2 separate regions of the Mus musculus genome follow, and region 1 is linked to region 2. The links are chromatin contacts, called in public Hi-C maps. All regions are on one chromosome and are shown on one strand. Each heading gives the region's core, a stretch centred on a gene start, on an enhancer-like site or on the middle of the called end of the contact. The rest is flanking DNA. Distances are from core to core; before and after follow the strand shown. Region 1 has its middle 4.8 kb from the start of Gm35192. Region 2 overlaps Gm28722 (a long non-coding RNA gene).

The links. A called contact is a pair of places that touch in the nucleus more often than the background predicts.
Region 1: a Hi-C map of muscle stem cells shows a contact between it and region 2, with 3 times the contacts expected there. The contact joins two enhancer-like sites. A contact is called at or near these places in 2 of 15 datasets of contacts at CTCF or cohesin (embryonic stem cells and pro-B cells), 57 of 484 Hi-C or Micro-C datasets (the 3T3-L1 cell line, the AML12 cell line, the F1.1 cell line and 23 more), 4 of 115 datasets of contacts at active chromatin or transcription factors (cardiomyocytes, embryonic stem cells, fibro-adipogenic progenitors and 1 more) and 2 of 9 other capture datasets (embryonic stem cells and embryonic tail).

The regions. Positions count from the first base shown.
Region 1 is chr1:90,585,277-90,590,027 of GRCm38.p6, forward strand. No RefSeq gene overlaps it. Among named protein-coding and RNA genes, the nearest start is that of Gm35192, 4.8 kb to the left of the region's middle. Within about 2 kb of position 3,280, at least 37 of the 459 cell types and tissues checked have an H3K27ac peak or open chromatin away from gene starts, as enhancers often do. A contact at or near this core is called in muscle stem cells, where this site is marked.
Region 2 is chr1:90,466,249-90,471,278 of GRCm38.p6, forward strand. All of the region lies in intron 1 of Gm28722 (a long non-coding RNA gene), which reads right to left. Among named protein-coding and RNA genes, the nearest start is that of Gm28722, 35 kb to the right of the region's middle. Within about 2 kb of position 1,718, at least 4 of the 459 cell types and tissues checked have an H3K27ac peak or open chromatin away from gene starts, as enhancers often do. A contact at or near this core is called in muscle stem cells, where this site is marked.

The DNA.
Region 1 (4,751 bases), core at 2,030-4,529, 120 kb after region 2:
GTAGAACTCTCAGCTCCTTCTCCAGCACCATGTCTGCCTGCCTGCCTGCTGCCATGCTCCCTGCCATGATGACAATGGACTAAACCTCAGAACTGTAAGCCAGCCCTAATTCAATATTTCCCTTTACAAGAGTTGCCGTGGTCATGGTGTCTCTCCACAGCAATAGAAACTGTACCTAAGACAGCGTGAGTAAAGGTAAAGGGCTTGCCTACACTGAGCGTGAGGCCCCAGGCTTGATAGTCAGCAGCGGCAGCACCACTACCAGAACAAGAATAGCTGACTTGAATACAAGAACCAAAACTGAAGGTCGCTCTCTACACAGGGCACAATGCACTGGTAGCTGGGCCTGCACTCACTCTTTTCTCTGCCTGCAGAGACAAGCTTGCCGTTTGCTGTTCAGAGCAGCCTTTCCTGCCATCCAGGGTCTCTGGGCCTTGTTTCATAAATACATAACACTCATTTCCAGACCCATTCAAAGTTGCCTCTCCATCGCCTGGGTTGGAAGCAGGCTTCATATTAAATACATTTTCCTCTAGATGTGAGCAGAATCCCTGACTACAAGAATTCCTTCTCAGTTCTCCCCATGTTTCCCCTTTCCCTCATGGTTGCCTTTATCCAAGACAGCAGAGCTGTGTTTTCCCTGAGCAGTAGCTTGTGAGCTGTTTAACATCTGCATCTATCCAGGGGACTCCTCACTCTCACGCTGCTCTACCCAGTGAGTGAGGAGCCCAGTCACCTGCAGATTCCCCTTAATTTCCCCAATTTGAAAATTCTCCCCAGAAATTGGGTGAGACCCTACTCTTATTCCAAGCTTGGGCCGGGCCTTCCACCACACTTATCTCCCTCAATTCTCCAGACTCATATTTGCCTCAGCAGGAGGCCCCTTTCATGCTCACCAACTTGGTCTGCCTTGTCCCTCAGCGACATATTTTAAAATGTCATTATTACATATTTGAGCATCTTGGCATCTACTTCCTAGGAAGACCCAGGACAAACCCCTGCTTCCTGTTCCCCTGAGGACTTCCTTTTGCCAATCTGTTTCACAGAGTAGGGTCTCACCCAATTTCTGGCTCTCGTGATTTCTGGGTGCTTTGAGTTATCACTGTGTTTGATGTACCACAATCCCTAGGCTGCCCGGATGTGAATTGTCAAGGTCAAGAAACAGAGATGACTAACCAACCGAAAGATTTCTATCTGGGACTAATTGCAAAGCTGGAACTGTCATGGAGGACAGACAGAGGCCAAGGAGGTCTCTTAGAAGTTCAGAAACAAAGAGACATTGGAGTCTTATTAAACAAAGAAGTCCAGAGTGAAGGCTAGGGGCTGGTGAGCCCTGGTGGGCCAAGAGCTCGGTTATCATACCAAGCTGGTCTAAAGGTCAGGCCCAGCAGCTCCAGTGTGCATTGCTAAAAGAAAGGCAGTCTTCTTACAGACAAAGCAGGCTGTTACACTGGTCCGGCCATGCAGGGTGGTTCCAGAACAATCTCCCACAGCCTGCACTGTTTCTCTCTGCAGCCCAGTGGCTCCACTCCACTTCAGATGCTGTGACAGCCACAGACCACTGCCTTTCCTCACCCGCATGGCTGCTCCTGCAGCTGATGCACAGGGATCCGTTTGCTGACTACACTCTGTGTTTGGGAGAGCGAGCATCGTGGCCAAGGTGCCAAGGAGAAGAGAGGGAACTGAGGGACACAGGACACGTGAAGAGGTCAGAATGCAGATGTCCCCAGCCCACTAAGTTGCACTTATGGCACTTATGGCACAGACCAGGGACCAGGGGTAGTTAAAACAACAGTAACAACAACCACCACCTCCAACAACAACAACACTCTCATGGAAAAAGAGCTAGTGTGGTGCTTCACACTGTGTGCTGTGGGGCAAGCTGATAATGAGTCAGACAGAGCAAATTACTCACGTTCAGGTCACCTGCTCTTTACCTGAACCACTATTGCATAGAGAGTTCAATTTCTACCTAAGACTGGGGAAATCCCTAACTACAATGCTGTTAGGGCAGTGGCAATCTCCTGCAGGCATTTGTCCCGATATCGCCATTCACCACTAATACACAAAACATGTAGAAACACGAACAATTTAGTTCTCTTTCTTTCTAACTCGGGGACAATTAGACAGTGAAATGAAGTCTCAATTTTGAGGCCAGTTCTGTGTCATGCACTAGAATGTGGTCCCAATCCCACAGCAGTGGGGACACAGAGGACAGACAGTTCAGACAGTGATGGAACAAGAGCAGTGGCCATGCTCAGAGCTGGGCCTCTTCACAGTGCTGTAGGTCCTGCTGGCTCTGACCTGTGCAAGGTGATGCATGGTGTCTCAGGCCCTTCGTACTCTGTCCTACCCAAGACTACCTGCCCCTCAGGTCCTACGTTGGTGTCATTGAAGTCCTGTGGTGAAAGGAGGAATCATGGGTAAGGCGGGGTCTCCCTGTACTGTCCTGCTTTGCCCACTGAGGTGAGAGACCAGGATGTTGATAGTGTGAGATGGGCCCAGGTCTTCAGAGTAGATCCTCTCCTCTCCATGCATTGTAGAGCCAAGTAGCTCAGACATAGACTCTCGCTGTGCCAGAGGCGCTCAGGGTGGGGAAATTCTAGAAATACACACAGGGGGCAAAGGTGGCACACACTGGGCCCTGGCAAGTCACTGTGATTCTTATTGTCTGAATCCTTGTTACCTGTCTTGGTGGGACAGTCAGGGACCATGGATGGGATGGTGGCCAGCAGCATACACATACGCAGTGGGTGTCTAGAAAGGGGGTAACTCTTGCCTGAAACCAAACTCCTCCATGTCCCTGTGGTTTGAGGACTATAACACTGTCACAGGACGACCTGAGGTGCCACAACCTGACTCTCACCCTCTTCTAGCGCCCTGAGGAAGAGCTGGGGTCATGTAAGGCAGTGTGTGTGTGTGTGTGTGTGTGTGTACTCATGCATGTGTGTGCATACACATGTGTGTGTGTGCATGTGGGTGTATATGTAAGTGTGCATGTGTGTGTGCACATGTGTTAGTTGATAGCATGCGTGCGAGTACATATATGTGAATGTATATGCATCTCTGTGGCTGAACACACTCCTTGTCTGAAGGTCACTTTCAAAGACGCCAACTCTTCAGTCTCAGCTGAACTAAGAATTATACCAATCAAACTACAAATTTTAGGGTGAGTCTAACCGCCTTTGTCTGCCTTGTTTTTGCAAATCCAGAATTAGTCATCAGTTTTTCCATGGCCGAGCTCTGCCTGGTCAGAGACTTTGTGATGAGTGCCACCTTGTGGTGCCTTTTGTATTTCCCAGGAGCAGGAAGTAATGGTCTGAGGCTGCTAGTAAAACCCATTACCAGACTCCAGCTCTGCAGCCTCTCCTATCCTGGCCTCTCACATCTGCATGCTCATGATATAAACCCACCGTACTCTGCCATTCCCAGCTTAGGGGCCAGACCCATCCCAGAGCCACCCAATTCCCAAGCAAAGCTGTTATGAGTTTACAGACAGCATCTCAAACTGTACCCTGAAGTAAACCTCTTTTTTGTGATAATGTGCCCGCCTCCAGTATTTTGTTCTAGCATCAGAAAGCAAACAAAAGCAGAAGAGGAAAGCCCCGTGCCTCTTGATTAAAGTGCCTCCAGGAAATCCCACAAGACTATGCAAAAGGTAAGCAGGGCTGGTTGCCCTTCCTCATCATCTAAGTCACACAGTGAATCCCTATCCTCCAGGGCAACCCACAGAAAAGGATGCTTCAGACAATTTCATAGAATGCTCCGGGTATTTAATGGGAAAGCCCAAGGGAGCTCACAAGAAGGTTGAAGGTTTGAGGTTTGAGCTAGAGGCACCATCCAACCTCCTGCTTGCAGGTGGACACTAGTTTCATCTACCCCCTACTTATCTCTCCTGTCCTGTCAAGCTCCTATTGAGAACAACCCATTGTGATCTTCCTACTAAAAGCTCTAAGTCACAGGCTAGGGGCAGCATGTGCTGGAGCACAGGACAGAGGACACTTGGAGCACTAGTTGGCTTCCCCTGTCTGTATCTCTCTAAGTATCCTTTATTCCTCTGTCCATAAACTCACAGTAACAGCTTTGCTAAGGAATTAAACTGGGTCGCATGGTCCATGGAACTGCATGTTTTCCATAAGTCCTTCCATCCCTCCAACCTCCAGCGCTCTGGGAGCCCATTCTGGGAGTGTTTGTGGTTGCAGCAATGACAGGAGGGTGTTGTTGATTCTCACATTCCAGGATTTTACCTGGAAAGTGTCAAGGCAACTTTTAAAATGTTTTCAAATGAAAACCGGGGTGGAAGTTAAGGACAGAGAGAATCTGATTCGTCACATGGTTGTGGGGAACTTGGAGTGTATCTTGGAGCCCCTTCCCTGGCTCCTACACACAGGAAAAGCACCTTCCTACTTTCCTTTCTGGTTTGATCAAGGTATGGGCTCACATAGTCCTGCCTGGCCTTGAACTCACTAAGGAGCTGAGGACGAACTAGTGCCCAGGATCCTTCTGCCTTTCCTTTTCCTGTGTCACACACACCCAGCTTAAACAGACACCCTTTTGAAGAAATGTGGAGAAAATGTCATATTTCAGTTTTACCTTTTTACCTTTTTTTTTTCTTCCACAAATGGAGCAGAGTTTCTGCTCTTCTGTGCCTAGTGTGTGCTTTGAGGGTCTGTCTGTCCAGGCCTTTGTCTATGTTCCTAGTGGGTTTTAGGTCTTTTCACCTCCATTTTTCCTATCAAACTGTGTGTGTT
Region 2 (5,030 bases), core at 468-2,967:
CTCAGAAGCCTGGCCTCCCCTTTCCTGTATGCAGGACAACAGATGAGCCCAGCTCTCTGTGGAGTTGAGTCATCCACCTCACTTTTCTCTGTTCATGGGTCATAAGCCCCCAGATTAGATCCCCCCTCAATGTTTTGCTCAGTTCTGGCAAGCACTCAACATAATTGTTATGGGTACAAAGTTATTTGGATATGTGCTATTTCCTTCTCCTCCTTTTTCCATATGCATATCTAATCTGTTAAACACAGCCTTGGTTAGCATATTCATCAGATATGTTAAAGTGTCTTTTAAAAAATAAGTTGCACACGCTGCATCCTGGGTCACCTCATTTCTTCACAGGCCTGGGTGGAAGGTTCAGAGTTCTAGCTCCTGTAAACCATAGGAAATGCTGCTCTCAAGGGGGCAGGGAGTGAAACAGGTCAAAAGCTTCCCGGATTGGCCTGAGCATCCCTTGCTCAGGGCATCCCTGGCTGTCCTTCTGCTGGGTTGACTGAGGACCAATATCCATCCTTAGCCTCCGGGGTCCTTCTCCGGGGCCCGTGGACATGGTGTCTGTGGATCAACTGATCATGCTCAAAAGAGAAGCCACAGGAGTTATTTAGTTGAACAAGGCAACAAACAGTAAATGGGTCTTATTTCCCTATACCCAAACTAATCCTTTAAGTGGTACAAGTCAGGCACGGCCCACACAGCTCTGGAACACAAACATGTCAAGGTCTTCTTGCTAGAATCTGGTGCTGTTATCCGTACTGAAGATGGGATCCGTACTTGGATCACCTCCTGATTTTTAAGCTCCACTCTTGGGCTCTGTGTCTATTCCTACTCCCCCTTCCACTCCAGTCTCTTTCTGGATTGTTCTTTGCCTTTCTCCCTGGCTTCTCCATCTGTTCCCACCCTCTTATGAAGACTGATTTTGAGAGATGGATGGTTAGTGTCTGCCTGTCATCAGTGACTTTGGACAGACCTGGAAGCCACTCTAGAGCCACAAGGAAGACTGTGTGGTCTCTGCAGTAACCTTACTAAGGCAAGCACAAAAGCCTCAAAACACTCAGTGGGGTAGGGGTGAAGACATAACAGGTGCACGTGCACATGAAAATCCACTCGGCATCAGTCTGAGCGGCCTGAGAGAGTGAGAACTTTCTGCTCATTATTTCAAAATGATGTATTGTTTGCAACACACTGGCTTCAATTTGTTCTCTGTAAACCTCGTTTTGGCAATGTGAGTTTGTCTTGCCTTGTAAAGTTCCTGTCTCTATAACCACAGGGAAACTTAGAATAAACAGAACTCGTGTCTTCGCTCCATGCAGAAGAAGATACAGTCCACACAGATGCTCTAACCTACAGCCCCATCACCCTCAGAATCTGCTCAGCTAGATGAATCGATGAAGAAAACCTGAGCGCTGGGCAGCTTGGAGCTCTCAGCCCTGGACAGGAAGTTTAGTGACTCTTTTCCCAGGCCACAGCCAGCTGCTCAGAACACATAAATTGACTGGTGGTTTGGGGTTACATAGACGGTCTTGAAAATTGGATTCAGTTTGTGCAATGGACCACATGGCCATTTCGCCGCTCTTGCCCTCTCCACAATACCCCCTTTTCTCCGCATTCTTCACACCATTGGAAATGGGCGGGTGTGAAGGCCAGAGTATGAGTGTGGGCCTCAAGCAGCCATGGACTGGGACCAGCTGGGAGATTTTCCAGGGTTGTGATCTGGGCAAGGCACACACCCTAGGAGCAAACTGGAGACAGCGTCTGTCCTGACCCCACGGGGTCATGGGGAAGAGCAGAGTGCAGGCTCGCTAGAGATGCAGAGGACATTGAAAGTCCACACATTTTCATTTCTTCCCCTTTCTACACCACAAATCTGCCAGAAGTCTTAGTTCTGCATCTTGCTCCTGTCACTGAGCAGGGCAGTTCTGCATGTGTGCCACTGACTGGGAGGCCAATTTAGCAGGTGTATGGGTTACCTGACTTTGTAGACAGAAAGCAACCCCCAAAATTTCATGTGCATGCTCCCAGAAGGAAGTATTCAGGGCACTGCCAACAAGTGGGGGATGCCTTCTAAACTGCTTTTATGGGCATTGGGAAGGGTAACCTCAGATGTCCACAGAGGCCTGGTGTGTCAGACCCCCATTAGTACTAAACTTGGATCACCTAGAAGACCAGGGCATGCTCGTAACCACTGAGCCATCCCTCCAGTCCCTTCTGCCAGCACCTAAAACAGCCATGAATGTTGGTGCCTCCTCCTTTATTTACCCTCATGGTGTCCTCCTCTATCGCCTAGATTCTAAAGTTACAAGAAGAACACCTAGAATACAAGCCACATCTAACAACTGTCAGTTGAATCAACCACTTGGCAAATCCTGGCATGTTCCACCCAGTTTCAGAACAGAGCGAGTGTCTTACGCTACTGAAGGACATCTGTAGTGTGCAGCCTGTGTTTTGTGACACATAAGTTGGGTCACAAGGCTGAGGTCTAGCCTGGAGTACAGCCCAGGATCCAGGCTATGTTATCTGCTATTGTTGTGTAATGAAAACACAGCTTCCCCAGGACTCCTCTTGTTAACCACATCCCTCTGAATGAGTCTTTGCCTTGGAAAAATCCTCTCCAGACAGATTTGATGAAAAGCAACAAGAATTGAGGTCATGACATAGCATCTCTCATACTGGTCTGGCAAAGGCATTCTGGTACTCTCCTATGTCCAATGAGTCTAAGTCCCCTCCTGCAACTCTTCCCATCCATACTCCAGTGGCCTCACCCACAGTGCGAGGGACCACCCTGCCTCAGTCTGTGGGTGAACCTGGGTGAGGGCTGGGATTCCCAGCAGTAGGCAGAAGCCCCAAAAGATGAGACCCTAGAAAATAAGAGAGAAGTTTAGAGGCTCTTCTTACTTTCTTTATCTGGGGTTGGTGAGGTTGACCACACAGTGAGCAACAAACCTGTATCCTATATCCAGATCATGGGCTGTTCTGGGAAAACTAAGCATGTTTGAAGCCAGTTACAGGTCTGATCCTGTGTCTGAGCCTTGTGCCAAAGGCTGATGAAGCTCCCTGCTACAGACAGCTTGTTGGTTTCACAGCTGAGATGGCCCATGCTTTTCCTCCCTAATGAAAGGGATTTTTTCACCAGGTGGAGGAGCCACCAGATTCTCAAGGAAAAGCATCGATTTTAAAGCCTGCACCTGGGGACACTGCAACTGAGTCCTGATGGCACCCAGCCAGAACCAGGGGGAAGCAGTTCCTGAATGGGGTTCACAGACCACTGAGGTGATGTCCTCAGCCCACTGTCCCTGTTCAATCCTTATGAATGGGACATGGCTCAGGGCGTCTCCCCCAGAGGAGACTGGGTTGTAGTTTATAGGAGACACCAGTGTGGGTTTTATAAGCCCTGGAATCTGTCTCCTGCTCAACTCCTGGGGCAGAAGGGGATTGGTTCTGCAGTCGTGTCTACACATTAATGATGAATGATGAGCATGAATTGCATGCGTGCTGTCTCTTACAGTTCTCCTCTGTCACTTACAGTATGCTAGTGAGTGTAGCAATAGCCAAGGTATGAGTGGGTAAAGAAAGGGTGGCATGGACTCACAGATGAATACTACTCAGCCCTAAAACAGAATGCACCCTCACCTGGAGATAGCTACCTTAAGCAAAATAAAGACAAGGGTGCACATGCGCACTCCACACTACAGAGTCTCACATACGTGTGCAATCTAACACTGCTGGTCTTACAGAAGAGCAGACAGGAGTAATGGATGTCAGAGGCTGAGTGGGAATGGGCAAAGTAGCCCAGTGCGTAAAAGAGCAAACACAACCACCAATGCCCTGAGACTGTAGGGCGGCCGTACTTTGTAATCATTGATTGTGCATCTCAAAGGAATTTCTCTAGGAGAAAAAGCATTTGAATGTTCCGACTAGAAAGTAACAAAAGAAGTTTAATGTGAAGGGTGTGTATAATGGCCAGAACTGTTCATGTCACGCTGCTGTGTCTATTAAAATGGCATGCCATGTCCTGCAAGCCTGTACAACTAAGTGTCAATTAAAAACTACATACATAAAACTAAAAAAAAGAAAAAAGAAGCCGTTCCCATAAAGACAGAGGTTTGCAGGGAGCATGCTCTTCGCCCCAGTTGAGAGAGCTCTGGCATCCTGGCCTATGTGCATGGATCCTTAATCCTGGAAGCCCTTCCTCAGCCCTTCCCTGCCCCTTCCCCACGCTGACATCAGCAGGTGTGTTTTCTCTTAGTCTCTCTGGATGTTCAGCTTCCCTCCAGATGCAAACGTGTCCATCACACGACTCCCAGCCGGCAACACAATGGACTCCTGCAGAAGGAGGGGAAGCAAAGTTCAGCTCTGCCAGGTACCCACCCAAAAGAGCCATCTCCACAAGGGGGCTCTTCAAGGAAGCCACTCCTGCGAGCTTTCAGCATTCTCACTGCCTCTCTGGGTATGAGGGCTGCAGGAGAAGCTGGCCCTCTGACTCCCTCATTGTCTGCCATGAGTAAGCTCATCTCTGCCTTCGTAGGGCTATCTCTTCTTGGTCCTGGAAAAGCTTCTCCCCGACTCGTGCCTTGACCGAGGACCCCAGCCTCACACTGACGCAGCATCTACCAAGGATGCTCTGTCTTCCTCTGGCATGGGCTCAACCACAGACTCTGGGTGGTGCTGCCAAAAGTGACCCTGGGAGGGCTCCTGCATCCTGGGGAATCTAATGTTCAGTGGTGCAGAATCCTCATTTCCTACCTTCAATTTGTCTGCAAATTCCTTAGCCCCAAGTGTTACCCAACCTGGGATTCTGCCCCAAAAACCCAAATCCATTTGCACCACACCAGCCCCCTCCTGGCCCACAGTCCCTGGATGCGTTCCTTTCTCTGCCCCACCTGTGTCTGCCGCCAAGAATTCTACGGTGGCCTCCGCCTCCTCCTCCCCTAACGCCCTCCAGCCCACACAGCTTTGAACTTTTATGGAATTTGCATCTGTGACAAATTACTTGCTCTTTAATTATATTCTGTCACATTATTCCTGTTGAACTTGGC